Linked DNA regions of Zea mays: region 1 is linked to region 2. The links are chromatin contacts, called in public Hi-C maps. All regions are on one chromosome and are shown on one strand. Each heading gives the region's core, a stretch centred on a gene start, on an enhancer-like site or on the middle of the called end of the contact. The rest is flanking DNA. Distances are from core to core; before and after follow the strand shown.

Region 1 (6,167 bases), core at 3,588-6,087, 270 kb before region 2:
TGATCGGCCAATGAATGCGTGGGATTAAATCATGTTGTGCGCATCCCAGAACCGTTGGTGTCCCGATGGTCGGACGAGATTAGAATTCGTGTTTCCCTTCACGCGAACGGTTTGTGCCGTCGATCCTGGATCGTGCAGCCGCCAGGGATTACCGGTTCGGTTATTGAGTAGTCTAATCCGGGTCATCGGTGAGTGATCCAACGGTCAGGGATTCCTGATACCATTCTAGTCGGGTAATTATTCAAAAGAGCTCCTCTATTCCTAGTCAATCAACCCGCGAACCAGTCATATACAAAACTCAGTGCCAATAGATCCTACTTCTAACAGATAAGACCCTAGAGTTTATAAGAATAGTAGCCTCAGTCCAGCGATCTGAGAGAATTATGATTTAAATTCGAAAATAGATTAAAGTATATGAAAATATATCTAAAAACTTGCAAAATTAATGTTTAAGTCATTCTAACTCCAAATTAATCCATCCTAGTTGCATTAATTTTGTTTTAATATTGTTTATCACCTAATAACTCTGTTTTATCATGAAACATAGATTAAAATTATCCATTTGGTTTATTCTACCTCAACCACTTAAAACTTGGGAAAATCGTAACTCATTAACCGTAGCAACAAATTTAGTGATTCTCGAACCCGTAATCTCGTTACGATGCGTAGAATATTATCGTGCATTATATTCTTCTATTTGTTGTGATGATAATTTATCTTGTACCATATTTGTTGTATTGTTGCGAGTAGACAAGCAAGTGATTGAGGAGCCCAGAGCTCAGCAGGTGGATAATTCTGAGGAAGAGCTCGTTGAAGGCAAGTTGTGCCCTTGACCACTTTTCTTTACCCAATAATGTTCTATATAATCACTATGGCATTTTTAGGCTTAATTTTGATGGGAACCAATAGGTCACCCTAGTCTGCTTTATCTTGTGCCTTGCTCACCATTGAACTTTTGGGTACTCACTGCTATTGCTCTATGTGGTTTTGGGTAATGAGATGAATGTGCTTCATGATCGTACTTTATTATTATTATTGTTATTCTATTCTTTAATGCTCATGATAAGACTATGGTGTTAATTGGAACATGGAGCTTAACTTGAGAATACAATGCCACCACAAGGGTGGAATGGGACCACACAATTTCAAGTTCTAAAATTGCACTAAGTCTTGTATCCAGATTACAGCATAGGATCTTTAGACCAATTTTGCTACCAGCTCCAATTGACAGTAAGGGTGTGTACCTTAAGTAAACTTATACACCAACATGTGTTCTTCCACTTTGTTACAATACCCAAGTCCAGAACTGTATGGATTAGCCACTAACATGCTTTCAAAGTTGCTTCATACTGTAAAAACTGGAGTTCAGAGATCTCACTCAGAAATTCCAGGATTAACATTCCACTTTGGAGCAAGGTTTACAAGCAGTTCCATATGGTTTTAGGGCTAAGCAACTTAATCAAGTTTGTGCACCTAGTGTAGCTCTACAGATTTGCCACAATGATCATCTTCAAAGTATCCATAGATCAAAAGTTACAAAGGCCCAAATACAGCTAGCTGATAATATTCTCATAAATCCAAGGCCTAAGTCAAAATTAAATTTTGAGTTTTCTCCACTTTTTGCTATAAAACCTAGAAATCTCCACACATGAAACTTGTTTGATTTAGAAAACTCTATGACTTAATATTTTTACTTTTGGCAAAATATTGCCAGATCATAAATTCCACTTCTAGGTCAAACCTAAAGTTTCTCAAACTAGGTTTATCTACTCTCCGCTGATCACCACATCAAATTTAGATTGTTTTTTACTCTAGTGAATGCATTCTAGGTGTATTACAACCCAAAGGTGCCAATGCATATGATGTCAATGCCAAGTTTTAGTTCTAGTAACACCAGGGGTGTTACAAAAACCTTAGGTTGTAATATTTTGCTTTCAGTGAGGTCTATCATGTCAAGCACTGGAACATTGAGGCAGGCACAATTCCTTTGCTGATCTAAATCTCATCTCCAGCTTTTGAGAGATGATAGTTCCCCCATTGGGACTACTAATCCACTGGTTTATTCGTTCAATTGAATGTTTGGGCTAACTAATGGATAAATAGTAAGTGAAAGATTGCTTACCATTTAGCCTTTAGGATAACACTGAGATCTATGCAGACACTTGTGGGGACTGTAGCATTATTGAGGGCGAGAAAGCACGCTGATTCAACAATAGATGTCTAAGGCTAGATTTGTCGGATGGCCCATGGCACGACATGGTTTTAAGTCGCCATGAGAACAACCCGACCCGCTGGCCGCTGGACCCATGCCAGCCCGATCAATTGGCCACGGGGCCTATGTTAGTCCGACCTGATCATCATGTTGTGTTTGAGCCTTAGGTGTGACATGGGGGGCTAGGTCCGACACGACCTACTTTTTTTTCATTTTGTATAAAAATACCTATATTATGCTTGGGGGGTACAAAGTATAAAACACAAAAACGAATTGTGGTGGTGGGTGGATGTAAATGTGTGTTTGAAGGCAACAACCATGGTTAAAACTACCACTTGTGTATATTTTTTGTTTATTTTTGTCATTTAAACGTCATGGGCTGCCATAAGCCCGTTGGGCCATAGACTGGACCAGCACGATTACTGGTATGGCGGGTTGTGCCTAGGCCCACTCGTGGCTCATTGGTCGGCACAACATGACCCGTTGGCCAATATAGGTCTATGGTTAATGCTATCTCCCGCAGACTCTTTATCCCACCACCTATTTCAAACTTCACTCTATAAATAATGCAATCTACAGTGCAAAACATTATTTATGCTTTAATGATACAAAATTAAATATGAAATAATGATGAAAATTTCTTAACAATTCTTCTAACATAAGTTATGATGTCCTCAACCACTCAAAAAATACGAACTTGAAATTTAACTTGTACAATGAGAAACAAAAAAAGAGACAAATCTCACTCTAATAAAATTTGTCCTTTTGTTTCTCCAAGTACAAGTTGAATTTTAAGTTCATGTTTTTTGGAGCAATCGAGGACATCATAATTCATATTAGAAAATATTTTGTTTAAAAAAATTCATCAATATTTTATATCTAGTGTTATAGCATTAAAGTTACTATCTTATTTGGTCCCTAACTTATCAAAATAAGTATAAAAAGATACAATATATTTTTTAGCTAAATTATGTTATTAGGTACCGACTAACGAAATTTGAAATGAAAACTTTGTTAATATAAAGTAATGAAAAGGATAAATTTTGTTAAGGGGGTAAATTGAATCAACTCAAAGGAATGGTATAATTTAGAATTTTTTTCAAAAAAAAAAACCTCGAACCAGGTCTAGATGGAGAAAAGAAATCTGAACAACTGAACCTCTATGCGGCATCGTAATGGGTCAAAGCCCTCCTGGGCTTGGGCCAGGCTGGACTAAAGATTTGCCCAAATGTAATCTGAAATTCTCGCGAGGAAATAGAAAGGGGGGGGCCTTTGCGAGCTGCAGCTGGTCGCACGCTGTAACCGGCAAGGCAGCACGTCAACCGTGGTGGCGGAAACGAATTGCACAGGTCACGGGCGTGGTTTCGACTAGGGATGAAAACGGAAACGGTAATTTTCGGATACCGAGAATCGTTTTCGAAATTTTACTGAAATTTCGATCTAAACGGAAACAGAAATGGTTACCGAAAATACGGAAACGGAATTGGTAGAAAAAATCGGAATCGGAAACAGAAACAGTTTAGCCTTTTTCCGACCGTTTCTGGAAATTACCGTTTTCATCCGGTATTTTACCGTCGGTAATAAATTCGGTATTTTTTAGAAAAATATTAAATCTGAGCTGACCTTTATAAATTCATAATAAACTCATCTTAGCTTAGAAAAATGTGAAACTAATTTTATTATTTTTCTAAAATCAAGATCTATCTAATGATATATAGTTTAGAATCGTTTGAAACTTTTATAAATCTTATTTATGTTTTCTTATCTATTATTAATCTTGATACATATATTCATAATTTGCACGAGAACTTAAGAAGGACTAAGAGAACACTAATTATATTGACTATGCCAAGTAGTAGGGGTACAAATAGAATGTCAGTGTCATATCATTATACATATCTTGATTCTACTTTATTTAAATGCATAATAATGATTTTATTATTATATACTTCTTACCTTATATATTTATTGTGACCTCCTATCTTATATATTATTACTAATTTTATATGAATGTATGACTTGTGTGATTTTTTGAAGTCAATTGAGGGTATATGTTAAAGTTTTTACCGATCGTAACCGGTGTAATTTTCGTATCGAACTTTTGTTTTCGATGATTCCGAATTACCGATGTCGTTTTCGTTTCAGGAGTTACCGTTTCCGATCTCGTTTCCGAGAAAAAATATGGAAACGAAAATTATTTTAGTGTTTACCGATCGTTTTCGACCGTTTTCACCCCTAGTTTCGACGCCGAAAATCAAACGTCTCTCGGTGTATATATATATATATATATTTCTTCTGTGGCTGAGAGATGACGTGCTGCAGACGCGGGCTCCAAGTTGTGGTCGGCCACTTGGGCACGCACGACTGCACGAGGCCGCGTGACAGCGTCCGTCCCTCCACTCATCCATTCCGGCTCCGCGCCGCGGCGCGGAAGGCGTGGGGTGCGGTGGGGCGCGGGCGGCGGGCGCGGACGCGGGACGCCCGACCCGGACTTTTTTTTGTTTGGGCAAAGCAACCGCACCTCTTTCCGGGCCCTTTTACGCACGTTGCCTTGCCTGCCTCTGTCTGCATGCGTCCGCGGGTCGCCGTGCCGTGCGTGTCCTCTCCCTTCTCCGCGGGGGCGAGACAGAGAGAGAGAGGCTGGCATGTGGCCGCCCACCGAGGGCTCGGCGCCCGGAAAAGCCCGCGCGCGTACCCAAGCGAGTGCGACGGAGAGCGAGCGAGACGCACCTGGACGCGAAAGGCGTCAAAAGACTCGGCGTCTCGGGCCGACGGCCTCTCGGGCTCGGTGGAGTTCCCGGGAAAAGGATGGGGGAATGGGCGGTAACTTAATTGGTGCCAATGCGCTCGTGCCTGAAAAAGAGAGAAGGAATCACCGCGTCGTCGCTCTTCTCGCTTTGCCCGGTCGTCTCGTTCACCGGCCTGCTTAAAAGTGGCGATTTTTAGGCTAGTTTATTTATTTACCACAGCTGCCGCCTTCGGCCTTTTTGTTTTTTTTGCCTGGGCGAGCTGGCTGGAGGCTGGGTGCGCGTCAAGTGCACTAGTGTTAGTACGTAGTACTGCTAATATACTGCACCGGCGAGTTCTTTCGCCGTTTCGAGTCCGGTTAAAGATGGCGATTAAACCTAGCGTCATGGTCACGTTTGTAATAATTTTTAGCACCTGCGAATTTGACTGCCGCGCACAGCACACACCACTGCAATAGTAGGATCTCCAATGGCCGGCGCACGGAGATTCGTGCGCTGTAGCTTGGGGACTTGTGGGGGGCGCAGCCCTGCTAATGATTGTTGTGGCCGCGGGAAATGGAAATGCACTGCACAAGTGCAGCTTCTCTCTGCATCAACGACTCGAGGGGACCAGTAAAAAATTAAAAATCATCGCTTCTCGGAAAGGAGCAAGCCAAGCTGGAGTAGAACTTTACTGTCACTGCACGCTACTAGTGCTGCTACAACTCGCTAACTCTAATCATCCACTACTTCTTTATTTTAGGAATTAACTTGTTTCACCTGAACTAGTAGTACTAACAGAGTACGTAGCGCTTCTTTATTTGATTAACGCATTTCCATCAGACGAATGAAAACACAAAGTGGGGAGTCCTATCCCAGTTTTCAGCTAGCGACCGGACGGGAGCTCTTCTTTGTTTCCAGCTATAGCCTATGGATCGTACTCTAACTTCAATAAAAAAGCTAAAACAAAGATATAGGGTGTGTTTTTTTATGCCAGATGATACTCCAATCCAACAATCTTTTCAAACCCAACATTCGTTGGACGATTATCGTGCATGCCATTCATAAACTACAAATCCACCTGTCAAATAGCTATTAGCAAAAAAAGAAAAGAAAAAGCCCTTGGGTCCTCACTCGTCGCTCAGCTCATCGCTCTCCGCTATCGAGGATGTACCGCTTTTAATAAGGATCTGCCTAAAGCAAACGTGAGCGAACCATGCTTTCTTACG
Region 2 (6,028 bases), core at 3,098-5,597:
GTATCACCCGGTTGTAATTCCGCCGCCGCCATAGTGCCCGAGAGATCTTCGGAAGACGCCTCGGCCGTCGGCGTGGTCGCAACAGACGAGGAGGAAGACGACATGGCTACGTACCGTCGACGGCGGCGCGCGGTCTGCTTCACGCGGGCCAGTTCTCCGACGAACAGGAGCAAGGAGGGCAGACGAGCAAGCGAGCAGTTTGAAAAAGGGAGGTTAGGGTTTTCGCGGCGCGCAGAAAGGTGAATTTCAATCCGCGCCGCCCCCACCCCCTTTTTATACACAGGGCGCGACGCTTCGGGAAACCCGCAATCCAACAGTACGGCGTCAATCAACGGTCATGTCAAAAACCCCCGCGGAACCACTTCGAGCGAGGGCAGCGTCTCCACCATCTAGCGACGCCTTCGGCACCAGATGACTTAGTCGAACTGGTCCCTCGGAGGGCAAATGTTGGGGCGAAGGCGAAGACGCCACCCTTCGCTCGATGCCTTCGCTAGAATCGCTGCACCAACGGAGACGACGACTGGCAGACTTAACCCTTCGTCCCACGCGTCGCAGGACGAAGGCCTATGACGAGGTCGTCCCATCACGCGGCCTCGTCCAACATGGAGGCCTACGCGTGAACCGACCCATTGTAACAGGCCCTGCGCGGCCGCTACGCATTACGGGCCTAATTTGTAAAGGCTTCTCTGTAATTACAGTCTGTAATCCTACTTTATGGGAATATTCCGGGGATAATCTGGGCGCCTGAGGGCACATGCGTCCTTAACTCAAGATGCTGGGCACTCAGGCACCTATAAATACCCCCGCACAGTGCCCTTGAGAGGCTAGATTAACAGAGCTATTGCCATCTCGAGTCAAAACCTTGTTTACGTTGCTTTCACTCCCGCGTTAGATCAACTTGCCCAGAAGAGCAAGTTCCAACACGCCCGTCGTTCTATTCTAGCTGGATAGAATGGAGATCAGCAGCACCAAACCAATCTTCCTCGTGCTGATGCTGGGAGCAAGAGGGCACAACGGGGGACACCTGCTTTCTCCATGCCACTTGTACCACGAGAGTGGCCCGGGTTCCCCAACCGCGTGGATCCATATCATCGCAAAAGATGAGAGGACAACAGATACATGGGCGCGATTAGAGCAACTCCAAAAGATTAGCTAAAAAGATTAGCCAAATTTACTGATTTAGCTACCCTCTAAAATAGATTTTAGAGAAAAAATATAGGCTAATCCAACAGACTCGGTAAACCTACGAATTGAATAGAGAGTGAAGCATGCTATCCAAAATTGGAGAGCGAAGATGAAGAAATAGAGAGCCACTAAATTTGAAGAGTCGTTTACAGAGTTTATTGGATACAATTTTTATTTTAATATTAGCTAAATTTACCTTTATAAAACCATATACCTAGTCTCTTGAAGTTGCTGTTAGATGTGACACTAGGCTACTTAGCGAGCGGTAGATTGCCTGCAGTGCCCACTACTGCATGCACATACATGATCAAGGTGTGGTCCATGTGCATGCAGCAGCAGCAAGAGCAAAGGAACACACAGCAGCAAGCGGTGGTGTGGGTGTTGTGGGGAGCTGTCTACCGATTGCCACTTTCTGTGCCACTGCCACACTACTACTACTACACTAGCCTTTGTTGAGGGCTTTTTTGTTTTTGTTTGCTGCTGCTGCTGGCATGTAGTAACAAGGTTAGCTGGATGGATATGTCCGGTTAGTGGGGTTCCTTAAAATATACCCTTTTTGGATCACCATCACACGTATATAGCGTAGGCCACTGCGGCTAGGCTAGGCGCGACTGGCCGTTTCGTGTTCATCTTAGCACACACCAAACGAAGGCACTTTCACCACCACGGACAAATCTGAATTATTCGCCCACCCGTGTAGTACAGCAACGACGCAAATCGTAGTAACACATAGCGCCCACACTTACTTTTTTTTAGTGGTAGAATTACATAGCTCTCTCTACTACTAGTACTTTTTTTTAGTACTCGCAAGGTTCTAGGTTCGCTTGCTACGTACCCCTAGCTAGCTAGCTAGTACTCCTAGTTGTTTAGGCCATTTGAATCTCAATAACCTAGTGGCTCTGTGATCCGTGCGTGCCCTTTGTTTTGCCCCTCGCATTCACATCCCGTATCCTACACCATTACAAGCTACACTTAATATTTTTTTAAAAAAACAATCTGCTAACACACCAGATTAATTGAGGAATCGTGAAGGGGCATCTGCGCTGCGGCCACGAGATTCTTCCGTCCGTGACGGCAAGCTGACGTGTTTGGTACCTCAGAATACTGCCAGGGAATACGTACGTATTATTAGAGAAATTGCCAGCGAATACTTATATTATAGTAGAAAACTGGCAGGGGAAAAAAAGGGTAGTTATTGGCACGGAAGTACAAAAAAACACAGGGTGTACTATATAGTATACTAAGCCAATGATGTTGTACTGGTGCCTCACGTACGTACTTTAAGCACCATGATGATGGTAATAAATATACGCACGGCTCAAGGACAGCGCTGCTCGCATATAATGAAAACCAGCAGCCACATGCCATGCGCATATTTTGTTGATTAAGCTAGCGCGTCTTGGAGCTGGACGGCAGATTAGCAAAAGCACGCGAGCGAGAGAGAACAAACGCACCCAATTCCGGGACGCAGAACCTTTAGCTTATTTCTATTTGTTAGGCTGTACGCAGTCGAAGACTGCGTGGCCTGCGCTATCCACTATAGCGTAAAACACCTTCTGCAGCGGAGACTGTATGGAGTGCGCTATTTTGCAGTGGCAGTGGAGGAGCGATATATCAAGCGTTGTACGGATGCAGTGCGCTATCCACTGTGCCGTGAGGTTGGCCAGCAAAAACGCGGTCACGTTTACATAGGAGAGAATTAAAAAATGATATAATACGTAGTAGTTGGTATAGGGTTGAGATATGGAGTAAATATGACTGCGGAGGTTTATGGTATAGAGTAGAGAACCTTGCTAAAAAGGATAGAATATTCTTTTTAGAGTAGAAATTTAGAGTTGTATGAGTGCAGATAGCCTTAGAAGGCGTTATTGCTTGCCCTGATCTAGGAGTTCCTGTTGAGCGAGCGACAAAAAAAGGAAAGGATGGATGATGTCTGCGTGTGTGTGTGAGAGAAAAACCCCCTCCCACTGCTAGTAGTAGATATTTCAAAAGCGAAGCGCTTTCCTTCCACGGAGCTAGAGGTTTATAGTAATTTCAAGTTAGAGGTCAGTAATATATATTTATATTTATATATATGTGGCAGTGGGTACGTGTGTGCGTGCGTGGACACCGGAGAGTTGTCGACGAATGGATCTGCGATCCGGCGGGAGCGGAAGCCCGGGCTAGCAGCTAGCTAATCCCAGAGACGACGCCGAGCTGTCGTGCATCGCTAATAATCAACCTTATCGCGAGCTTTGTTTAATCAAGCAAGCCCATAATTAAACCCAGCTCGGGCTGGCCAGGCCAGCTGCTCGACCCACGTCATCGCCAACCATCGCCGGAAAAGAAAATGCCCCCCGTCTTCTGCTGGTTACTTGTCTCCGGGTGGGTTGGGTAGATCCAACACCGCCGTAGCTATCTCGCTCACTAGTCTGCCGCCGCAACCGTCCGAGTCCCAGAGATAAATAAATATACTACTCGAGGAACCGGAGATAGATAAATATACAGAAAAAGCACAAGGGAAATATATGAGAATAATTAGGAATAAAAAGAGCCAGAGCCATATACGTTTTTTTAAAAAAAATAAAAAAAAACATCACATGGAATCAAAACAACAGCTGCTGTACTATGTACGTTGTCCACAAACGCAGAATGGCAAGAACCGAAAAGGCGACTCGGAACGAACCCTAAAAAGGACAGTGGCGCCCTGGCGCGCGTATACACGCGGAATGCACCACGGCAAGAAACAAAAAACGGCCCCCCCCACCCCAACCCCACCCCACCGATGGCACTGGCAGCACAGCAGCGGCGTATAGAGGCCTGAATAAACGGCAGGAAATATGAAAGCGTAATAAAAGGAAAACGAAAGGAGGCCGAAAAAAAGGTTACCATCTTTGCACTGCATGAGCTCCCTCCAATCCAATCTCCCGTTCACCTTCCTCTTCCCCTCTCTCTCACCTCCCTCCTATTATTATTGGGTTCTTCACCGTACCCCACACACACCCTTCTCCCCCAACCCCATCTCTCTCTCTCTGCCTGCGTTCTCCTGGTGCTGCTCTCGCTCTCCTCCCCTGCTTTGACCTCCCCGCCTTTCCCCGCCGTTTCTTGGATTTCTAGGATCCAGACAACCGCCCTTGTGAGCCTGCCTTCCTGCCTACTACCTGCGTACGTACAGGAGGGTCCTTGCTTGGGTGATCCGGGTGCCTGGTTTCTCGGTTCCGCGGCTTCCGCTGCTGTTGGATTCGCCGAGCCGGAGCCGCCGGAGATGACCGTCGACGAGCTGAAGCTGCAGGCGAGGGCCAGCGGCGGCCACGGCGCCAAGGACCAGTTCCCCGTCGGCATGCGCGTGCTCGCCGTCGACGACGACCCGACCTGCCTCAAGATCCTCGAGAACCTCTTGCTCCGCTGCCAGTACCATGGTATGCCACGCTCCTCTCGCTCCCCTCTCTCTCTCTCTTCCCCGTATGCTTGGTTCCCTACTCTTCTCATCGGATTGTACATACATCCTGCCGTTCTTTTTCACCTTTATTGTCCCCGATTCGGCTCTTCGGTTTGGTTTTATTTAGTTTCCGTTGTTCGCGTGTATCAACTATCAAGAAGTCTACGGAGATATTTGGGTTGCTGTTTTTGCATTTTTTTTCATCACATAAATAGCAACCCCGACTTTATGCCCCCACCCCCACTTCCTCCTCCTGTTGTTTTCGCCGTGAAATATTTTTTTGCCATGTAATGTCATGTCAGGCTCAGTTTCATCTTCTTTCTTCTGCAAATAATAATAATCGGGTTTGACTCTGCTGATCCGATTTTGTTTGGTTTTTTTTACCACGCGCTGGCACACGGCTATATTTAGAACAATCTTACCTTCCAAAGCTTTTCCAACCGCCAGCTGCGCGATTTCTGTAAACTTGTGTGTCCTGTCCATTTCCGATCTCCACCGCGGTCTGGCTTTGTTCAACGGAAAGAAAAAAATCGTTCTCGCTAACTTTCCTCGAAGTCGAGTGATTCCACATGTGTAATGTGTTCCTCCGGAGGGCTTTGACTTGTGATGCCGCAGTGACAACAACGGGACAGGCAGCCACGGCCTTGAAGCTGCTGAGGGAGAAGAAGGACCAGTTTGACCTTGTGATCAGCGACGTCCACATGCCGGACATGGACGGCTTCAAGCTCCTCGAGCTTGTGGGCCTCGAGATGGACCTCCCGGTCATTAGTAAGCCTTCGCTTGCCCACTCCTGTTCCTGCCTTTATTGCAGTTGCAGCAGGCCAATGATCTCAAAATTTTGGCATTGCTTGAAAAATCATCATTGTGGAATGAATATATCTTGTATGGTACCATCTGGTTACTTTGTTTTTTACCTCCATTAGACAGCTGAAAACCTCGCCCGATTTGTAAAGAAGTTTTCTTGTTCAATGAGGCATTGAATTTGGGAGGAATGGCAAGCCTCATGAAAACTTCTGTATGCCCTCCCTACACGTGACCACTAAAAGAAAGAGTTAGACAGGACAAAAGTCTGCAGGCATAATGAACGCCAATTAGTTTCCTACAGGAACTTCAATTATTTCTGCTGGTTCAGTGTACAATGTGCACAGCATCTGCATTTGTCTTTGATCTGAAAACTGACCCTGTATCATCATCATGCAGTGCTGTCTGCAAATGGGGAGACACAGACAGTCATGAAGGGGATTACCCATGGAGCATGTGACTACCTGCTGAAGCCAGTGCGTATTGAGCAGCTGAGGACTATATGGCAGCATGTGGTTAGGCGGAGGAGTTGTGACGCCAAGAACAGTGGCAATGACAACGATGATTCGGGTAAAAAGTTGCAGGTGGTGAGCGCTGAAGGTGACAATGGCGGTGTTAATCGCA

Evidence for each region. A called contact is a pair of places that touch in the nucleus more often than the background predicts.
Region 1: a contact with region 2 is called in a Hi-C map of leaf, with 8 times the contacts expected there. The contact joins the enhancer-like site here to the promoter of LOC541638 in region 2. A contact is called at or near these places in 9 of 25 Hi-C or Micro-C datasets (bundle sheath, ear, leaf and 4 more) and 2 of 3 datasets of contacts at active chromatin or transcription factors (leaf and seedling).

The regions. Positions count from the first base shown.
Region 1 is chr5:95,614,216-95,620,382 of Zm-B73-REFERENCE-NAM-5.0, reverse strand. No RefSeq gene overlaps it. Among protein-coding and RNA genes, the nearest start is that of LOC100272320, 52 kb to the left of the region's middle. Within about 2 kb of position 4,837, at least 19 of the 20 cell types and tissues checked have an H3K27ac peak or open chromatin away from gene starts, as enhancers often do. A contact at or near this core is called in bundle sheath, ear, leaf and 3 more, where this site is marked.
Region 2 is chr5:95,347,244-95,353,271 of Zm-B73-REFERENCE-NAM-5.0, reverse strand. It overlaps LOC541638 (response regulator 9), which reads left to right and starts at 4,347. Exons shown (of 6, transcript NM_001111393.1): 1 at 4,347-4,583; 2 at 5,219-5,371; 3 at 5,804-6,028. The coding sequence starts at 4,430.